Regions from separate parts of the Zea mays genome. Here all the other regions are linked to region 3. A link is a contact called in public Hi-C data. All regions are on one chromosome and are shown on one strand. Each heading gives the region's core, a stretch centred on a gene start, on an enhancer-like site or on the middle of the called end of the contact. The rest is flanking DNA. Distances are from core to core; before and after follow the strand shown. Region 1 holds the start of LOC100383062 (40S ribosomal protein S2-1). Region 2 holds the start of LOC100277106. Region 3 holds the start of LOC100193385.

The links. A called contact is a pair of places that touch in the nucleus more often than the background predicts.
Region 1: a Hi-C map of ear shows a contact between it and region 3, with 2.5 times the contacts expected there. The contact joins the promoter of LOC100383062 here to the promoter of LOC100193385 in region 3. A contact is called at or near these places in 5 of 25 Hi-C or Micro-C datasets (bundle sheath, ear, endosperm and 2 more).
Region 2: a Hi-C map of ear shows a contact between it and region 3, with 2.7 times the contacts expected there. The contact joins the promoter of LOC100277106 here to the promoter of LOC100193385 in region 3. A contact is called at or near these places in 3 of 25 Hi-C or Micro-C datasets (bundle sheath, ear and tassel).

What each region holds. Positions count from the first base shown.
Region 1 is chr1:297,565,849-297,568,572 of Zm-B73-REFERENCE-NAM-5.0, forward strand. LOC100383062 (40S ribosomal protein S2-1) reads left to right here and starts at 1,364. Exons shown (of 2, transcript NM_001175738.1): 1 at 1,364-2,090. The coding sequence starts at 1,428.
Region 2 is chr1:297,534,237-297,537,060 of Zm-B73-REFERENCE-NAM-5.0, forward strand. LOC100277106 reads left to right here and starts at 1,536. Exons shown (of 3, transcript NM_001150767.2): 1 at 1,536-1,712; 2 at 2,199-2,699; 3 at 2,791-2,824. The coding sequence starts at 1,565.
Region 3 is chr1:297,329,888-297,332,713 of Zm-B73-REFERENCE-NAM-5.0, forward strand. LOC100193385 reads right to left here and starts at 1,328. Exons shown (of 5, transcript NM_001349833.1): 1 at 1,088-1,328; 2 at 1-204. The coding sequence starts at 196. LOC103644212 (a long non-coding RNA gene) reads right to left here. Exons shown (of 3, transcript XR_561533.2): 2 at 2,357-2,432; 3 at 2,152-2,269.

The DNA.
Region 1 (2,724 bases), core at 114-2,613, 240 kb after region 3:
GAGGGGGCAGATTGAGAAGCCAATGTGCTGGATGATGAGGAGAGAGTGTTTGAGGCCATGGATTTCGAGATATCTGATGAGAGGATAGAACAATTGGCCACTAAGGATCTGCATATTCTAGTGATGTTACATATATGTACCAAGGGTATCCGAAGACATTTCAATAAATATGACATTGACCTGTGGGACCTATGGACTCGGACTCAACTCGAGGGACTCGTAGGCTATTCACTTTAGATTAAAGCCAATTATTCGCACTGCTGCATCTGCAATCCATAAAGACAAAACAATGTAGAAATAGTAGAAACCAGTACAGATTAAAGTCAAGAGAACAAGCTGTCGGACTCAGATACCGAAGGGGCTTGTCGGCTTGGCCTACATGTGGTAGAGAAGGATCTTCCTACTTGATAGATATAAGGGAAGATGTAAATTCATGATAAGAACGATATCTTTATAAAAACAACATATCTCGACTTATAAGAGAGTCCACATTTAAGATAGAGATAAGTCTCCATGTTTTAAGAGGGGACTGGTAAGGCCGGACTCTATCCTTATCTAGCTAGCGACTAGATAGACTTTTTTAATCAACAACACCTCCTTGGACTATAAAAGAAATAATAGCGCCCATCCAGCACATATCATCTGATCATATTGCATAGAAATAGACACCATAGTGCAATGTACGTAGGGTATTGTCTCATTGAAAGAGCTTGAACATGTCCAAATCGTCGTGCCCCTTTTGCATTTACCTCTCGTACTTGGTTTTACGATCCACCCCTTAATTTCACTACTAAATATTTCTCGATAGTTGGCGCGACCATAGGGTTGGTCATGCTGAATAGTTCGAACCTGCTATATTGATTTTTCACCATATGTAGTCTATATGTAGTTCATTTAGGACTTGCTTTAGGAATGATTTTAATCTTTAAAGTACAGAATTATCTATTAGTTCTTATATAAGAATATAGTGCTATAAGAGCTATAATATGGAACAATTTTTAAATGGAAAGTGATTGAAAACATTTTATTGTAAAAACTAATAAAAACCTTTCATACAAACCGATTAAATTCGATTGATTTGTGTATGGTCCGTTAAACAAAATTCGACTGATACTGTGAGTCTGTGACGAGCCGACCGTGTGGTGGGATCGATTGCATTGTGTATGGCCCGTTAACCAAAACTCGAAGGTCGATTATAGAAAACGAGCCTTAGGGCTGTAATCCTGGAATGTTTACTGGATCCAGGCCCATGTTTCAGCCCATGGCCTCCGTCGCAACATCTACTGGAAAACCCTAGTTCTATCCTGACACATAAACACCTCCACCCGTCCAGCACCGCCACTGTTCGCGCCGCCGTAGCCCCCAAACCACCATCACCCTCCGGAGCGTCGCAGCGATCCCACCCTCATTCTCCCCTTTACCCGTCCATGGCGGAGCGCGGCGGCGAGCGTGGCGGCGAGCGCGGCGGGTTTGGCCGCGGCTTCGGTCGCGGCGGGCGCGGCGACCGTGGCGGACGCCGAGGCGGCCGTCGCGGCCCGCGTCAGGAGGAAGAGAAGTGGGTCCCCGTTACGAAGCTCGGCCGCCTCGTCAAGGAGAACAGGATCACCAAGATCGAGGAGATCTACCTCCACTCGCTCCCCGTCAAGGAGCACCAGATCATCGAGACCCTCGTGCCGGGGCTCAAGGACGAGGTGATGAAGATCACGCCCGTTCAGAAGCAGACCCGCGCCGGACAGCGCACCCGCTTCAAGGCCTTTGTCGTCGTGGGCGACTGCGACGGCCACGTCGGCCTGGGAGTCAAGTGCGCCAAGGAGGTGGCTACCGCCATCCGCGGCGCCATCATCCTCGCCAAGCTCTCCGTTGTTCCCGTCAGGAGAGGCTACTGGGGAAACAAGATTGGGCAGCCACACACCGTGCCCTGCAAGGTCACCGGCAAGTGCGGGTCCGTCACCGTGCGCATGGTGCCTGCGCCCAGGGGTTCTGGCATCGTCGCCGCGCGCGTGCCCAAGAAGGTGCTGCAGTTCGCTGGCATTGAGGATGTCTTCACCTCGTCCCGTGGCTCCACTAAGACCCTTGGCAACTTCGTCAAGGTACTACTACGAAGACCGTTTTGCTCTTATTCATACTATAATGTTGCGTTTCTAATATACACCTAGGCATGTGCAATTTCGGCACCTTAGGACTGGTATTAATAGATGCAACGATGAGCTACTGATTCATGCGGTTTTCTAATTCATACTTGGTTATACTAGTTTTGCTGTGGTTTCATATTGGTTGGACACTTATTATTGGCTGCCTACTTGCTCTAGCATGAAATTGTGCATTCTTAATGGCCTTTATTGGAACATGGTCAGAAATTGGTATAAAGTTCTAAACTATCTTCCAAAAGTTCTACATTTACATAGCAGCATTCTTTCATTTACGTATACTAGTTAGTTGCCTGTACGTTTCTATGGTTTCTACATATTATATAGGTAGATCTTGTTTAAATGAGATATTTATTCAAACATCATCGCATTTTTTACTTTCCAATCATTAGTATGTATATTTATAATATCACCTCTTCATATAACACAAACAGACTTCTGCCGTAGAGGTAGAGGCCAATCGTCGTTGAGGTGACTGGCCTGGGTTTGAATCATGTTGCACACATCATTTTTTTTGTTGCATATTCTGTGATGGTGCCGGAGACTTATCATGGAGTCCTGAAGTATTGGAAATTCT
Region 2 (2,824 bases), core at 286-2,785, 200 kb after region 3:
CTAGATTAAAACAATAAAATTTATGTATGACCACGATTAGAAATGGATTATGAAACATTTTCTAATGGCAGTATAACACACATTTTGTATATAAGTTATTGTTGTATTATATATACTCGTTGCAACGCACGGGCACTCACATAGTACTAACGAACAAGGATAAACTACTCGTGAAATAGTCGAATAAAGACAGATAACAGAAATATACACAAATATACCCTCGGATTTTTGTCGCGTGTTGGGTGGAGCGAGCAGATGCAAGACGGCGAGGGGCCCATGGGCCATGTCCGGCCGGCAGCAGGCCGCGGGGAGAGGACGATCGAGAGAGGTCACGAACCGGGCCGCGAAGGGCGCAGGAACGCAGGGGGGTCACATGACCGTCACGGGCGCTTGCCCGCGGGGGGGCGCGAATGAGGCAGCGAGACGGGGGAGTGACGTGAAGCCACGGCGCGCGCCCATGCGGACGCGGCATGCGCGCCGGGGTCCTTCTGCCTCCTGTCGCGGGGAACGTGCATGACGACCCCTGTTCCCGCTGCGCGTGCCGTGTCCTTTTCCGCGCCTCCGGACTCAGGCGGTGGCCCCCACTGGCACCGCCACCTCTGAGCTCTGTCCCGCGCGCGACCCGCCTCATCACTCGTCTCGGTATCCCTGCTGCCCAATAGCAATGGCAAAGAGGGGACGCAGCCGGCAGCCTGCCGCTCGCCGCCGACGCGACCCCACAACACAACGCGGCGCCCCCGCGCGCGCGCACTTTCCCGCACCCAAGGGCATCCAAGGCAGAAATGGCGGGAAACATGACCGGCCGGCCGGACGAAATCATGCAATGCGGTAGGGCCTACTACTACTACTACTCGCTCGGTACAGACTACAGACACAGTGTCCTGCACGACGTAGCGAGCCTGTGCCCAGCCCAGCCCAGCCCAGCCCGTCGCAATGCACTGTGGTCCGTTCTGTAGCCGCGTACAGCACCGTAACGTACGCAGCCTGTCCGTCGTGATCGCGAATCCGCGTACAGCCCGCGCAAGCAAACTCACTTCCAACCTCCAAACGATGAGCTGCCACGCTCCCTGCTTTTACGATGGACCACGCCACAGCCGCGAGTTTTCCGTTGCACGGGCCAGTGAAGATTAATGCCAGTGTTTTTTTTACTGGTGGGCAGCCGGCAGCGGCGACCCACCTACCCACCCACCACCACAACCGTCCACCGTGTCCTGCTGCCTTCACTTCACTTCACGGAGTGAAGTGGGTGCGGCGACGCGGCGGTAAATGACGCTCTTCACGCCGTGCGACAGGACGAAAAGGGCCATCTTTACTTTACCCCACAGTGTGCTGTGCATCAGCTGTCCGTGTTCACTTCACTCAGGATAGTCTCCCTTTGACCTTTGTCATCGTCCAAAAACCATAGTATATGAACAAGGGGGTGATTTGTAAATATCGAAACGAAGGGGGGGTCTCCAGTGAACATTCCTCGTCCGTTTTTGTTAAAGCCTTAATAAAGGCAGGTGCAGCTCCCGGGGAAGAAGCCAAGGGGGAAGCGAAACCGAAAGAGAGGCAGAGCTTGGCAATGGAGCTCCCGTGGGGAATGCTGCTGCCGCTGCTGCTGGTCCTCTCCGTCTCGTCCCCGTCCTCGTCGTCGGCTGCTGCCACGCTCGCCGTCACCGCTCCGCCCCCACTGCCTGTTCCTCCTCCTCGTCATGCTCAAGACGCCGAAGGTAACACTGCTGGCTGCTGTGCTTGCCTCTCATTGATTTCACCATCACCGCGCTGTTTTTTTTCTGTGCCAATCTTCCATCCACTATCCCATTCCTGGTGCTCGGGGTCATTTCGTCTGGATTCTTTTTAGATCTGCATGCTGTTCTGTCAAGCGCAGCGCAGTGCGTTTAGAGTAGTAGTCCATGCTTGATCGATCTCCGTGGAGGAAAACGAAGAAACAGCGGCCTCATTTTTATTACCCCTACAGATGTCTGTCATCCGTGCAGGACAGTGAATCTGGTCTAGTGCTATTCTTTTCATCACTCTGTTACTTTTCACCGTCCATAATCAGTTCACATTTGCGGTTTCCTGTCCAAGAACGCTGTTGATTATCTTGTTCCAGCAATGTCCCGTCAAATGCGCTGTAATAGAATAGTATACGCGTCGGACAGACATCAAAAGCTCAGATTTTTGCTGACGCACCCGTGGTGGTGGCACACGCGCAGGCATGCTCATCAACGGCAACTTCGAGACGGCGCCGCGGAGGCTGAACAAGACCCTCATCGTGGGGCGCCACTCGCTGCCGGGGTGGACGGTGCAGGGGCACGTGGAGTACGTCTCGGGCGGTCCCCAGCCCGGGGGCATGTTCTTCGCGGTGCCGCACGGCGTGCACGCGCTGCGCCTCGGCAGCCGCGCGTCGGCGTCGCAGAACGTGACGGTGCGGCCGGGGGCGCTGTACGCGCTCACGTTCGCGGCGACGCGGACGTGCGCGCAGGACGAGGCCCTGCGCGTGGCGGTGGCGCCGTCGCTCTCGGCGCCCGCCGACGTCGCCGTGCGCACGCTCTACAGCGGCGCGTCCGCCGACACCTGGGCCTGGGGCTTCCGCGCCTCCTCCCCCGTCGCGCAGGTCACGTTCGCCAACCCCGGCGTGCAGGAGGACCCCGCGTGCGGCCCGCTGCTGGACGCCGTCGCCATCAAGGAGCTGCCCGCGCCGTACCCGACCAAAGGTATCACTGATGGATTCACTACCTTTACCTTTCTCTTTCGGTTCGGGGGGCCTGCAGAACCTAAATGACGAATCTCTCTGGCCGCATGCAGACAACCTGATCAAGAACGACGGCTTCGAGATCGG
Region 3 (2,826 bases), core at 78-2,577:
CCGCAATGTCAGCTCCAAGGAGGGGCCTAGTAGCACGGGGTATGGCGCGTCTAAGACCTTCAGACGGCGACGGCGATGGCGAGCCATCGTCACGCGTCTTGACGCATCGCAGCCTCTTCCGGCTGCCCCATTGCAGGAAGAGGTTTGGCTCGCTGGGAGACCTTGAGGGCCTCGAGTCCTTCGCCTCCTGATTCATCGTGTGTCCTGGAAGTGAACACGGGTAGTTAGGCACCAGGTAGTGAATGAAGTCAACAGAGCAACTTTGGATCGAAGTTCCAGTGGATTTAGTGAACTTGGGCACTCAAATCAGATCAAAACCTTGCCCCAAAAATCATTAGAAAACTATATCGCCCAGAAGGCCAGAAAAAGAAGGAGAGGAGGAGAGAGAGGCTCTTCCTCCCCATCCAAACATGTAGTGCCCTCTTATCTTACGGTCTTTACCCCGAACAAGGATGAGATCAAAATAAAAATAGAACTTCATATTAAGTGAAAGCGTAAACTTTGCACAAGGACGCTTACAGAGGGCAGAATCCTACTCCTCGGTCGATCTAGAAGGCGGAACGGAGCATGCAGTAGAATTAGCAAACAGAAAATTACTACGTCTCGGAGCCAAAAAAAATCTAATCTTTCTCTTCAAGAACTCACCCGCTAGGCCGCTACAAAGAAATCAGGGACACAAGAACAAAAAAATCTAACCCCGGAGTCCCAAAAACTGGCAAGAGGCACCAAGATTGCGCGCATGAGAGTAGGCCAAACGTCGCCCTTGTGTTCATCGACCTAAATATCTGGTCTCAAGCACCCGTGAGAACCCAAAGAGAGAGTCGACGAGGCGGTAGAGGGAGAAATCTACCGCTCAGCTTCAAGCACGACCCATCCGCCAAAACGAGATCGACAAAGAGATAAATCAGGGCCACACCTTTCCGGCTCCAGGCTCCAGCTACACCAACGCGACTGGTGCCCAGGATCCAGATTCACAGGACGAGCGCACTCAGTCCAACCCCAAGACGAGACGGACTCCGAAATCCAAACCGGAGAAGAGAGCTCCCAAATCCCAGAAGAATGGGGACGGGAAAGAAGTGGTGCGTACAGTTACAGATTTGCTGCCCCACCGCTGGTGCACTCCAGCAAACCTCTCGGAAACCGGTCGGCGGATGCCGAGGTGCCTCTGGAGTAGAAGAGGACGGGTTGCGCCGAGGCAGCTGGGTGTTGCTTCCTAGTTTGTTGCTGCGCCTACGCGTTCTGGGCGAGACGAAGGCAGCCAGGCGGACGCGCGGACGCGCGGTGCACACACCAGACAGGACTGACAGGCAGGCAGCCGGTTGCTCCTCTGCCTCCCCTAGTCTGATATCGATGGGTCCGCTCTGTTTGTGGCCGTCGGATCGAGCACGGACGGCTCGTGATTAGGAGGGGGATTTTTTCCCCTTGCCCGCCGTCTCCCGTTTGGCGCCCCAGGTGGGGAATGTGGAATGGCTATATCGCTTTGTGTTACCTTGTAGTTGTAGTGTACAAAAAACCTATTGTCGTGTAGAAAACGTAACATGTCTCTCTTTAGGCCTTGTTCGGTTATTGATATTACATGTGTATTGGAGTGTATTGGGTGGGATTAGAGTGAATTTTGACTTGTTATAGATTTAAACCGGCTCAATCCCACCCAATCCATGTGGATTATCACCAAAACGAACAAGCCCTTAGTTGTAGATGACCCGCGTTATTCATTTAAAAAATCGAATATGCTTAGGGCCCGTTCGGCAGCATGAGATCAATTCCAGGGCCGTAACTGTTCTAGGCCAGGATTTAGTGTAGCCGGGTCTTTCACTCTTTCCAGCCTAAGAAGTAATCCAACTCAAACGCTTCTAGCTCCAGCAATTTTGCCCTGTTCGGCAGCAACAGACATGCTTTCCAGCAGCAACAGATAACGGTTGAAAGGCTGCTGTTCCAACAAAGCAACATACTTTGCAACAACAGTAAAACAAAGCAACATACTTGATCAAGTATACAAGCCAAATGGTTTTAAATGCACCAGCAAAGCAACATGTTCAACAGATGCAACAGCTAAGCATCACCAACCAAATAGTTTTAAACAACAAAGCAACAAACAAATTATAGTCTTGCCAACAAACGCAAAGAACAATCTTGATAGACTAACATCTTCAACAGCTAAGAGATAGAACATATGTGCTAAGAAGAAACATCACTTTAGAACTAAGCATGTCAGTTCAAAATAAGAAACCTCCAGATGTGCTAAGCATCATCGATTGATCACCCAAACCTGTCCAAACAAATGGAACAATTAGATTGGAAGATAAAGGCCCAAGTGAATATGGTTGAGTGGAAGGTAAAGACACAAATATCATACCTACTAAGCCATCTCATTTCTTAGCCAAATCAAAGCTGATTCTTGATCCGCTTCACATGCACATATGAAAGTCTCTCTATTCTCTTTGCTCTTGGTGAAGACTGAATATGCTTTTGTATTCTCCAGTTTGGTCACTTCTTCCATTGTGTTCAGAACTGATATGCACCTTTTGATGGAGAAATCTTCACTTTGAGCTGCCTCCTTTTCTCTTGTCTCCTTTTCTCTTGCTTCCTTTTCTCTTGCAGCTTCATTTTCTACTTGCTTGCTCCTCATTTCTAGGTATTTGTTCATCATATTTTCTATGTTATCAGTCTTTCTAGGCTTCTTTGGTTCCTTTTCTTGCTTGTTTCTTGACGCAGCAGGTCTTCGTTGTCCACTTTCTTCATCTCGTGACAGAGTATTAGCCCTTCCTTGAAGCATATCTTCATTCCTTTCAGTGAGTGCATCATCAACTTCATCATCTACATCAT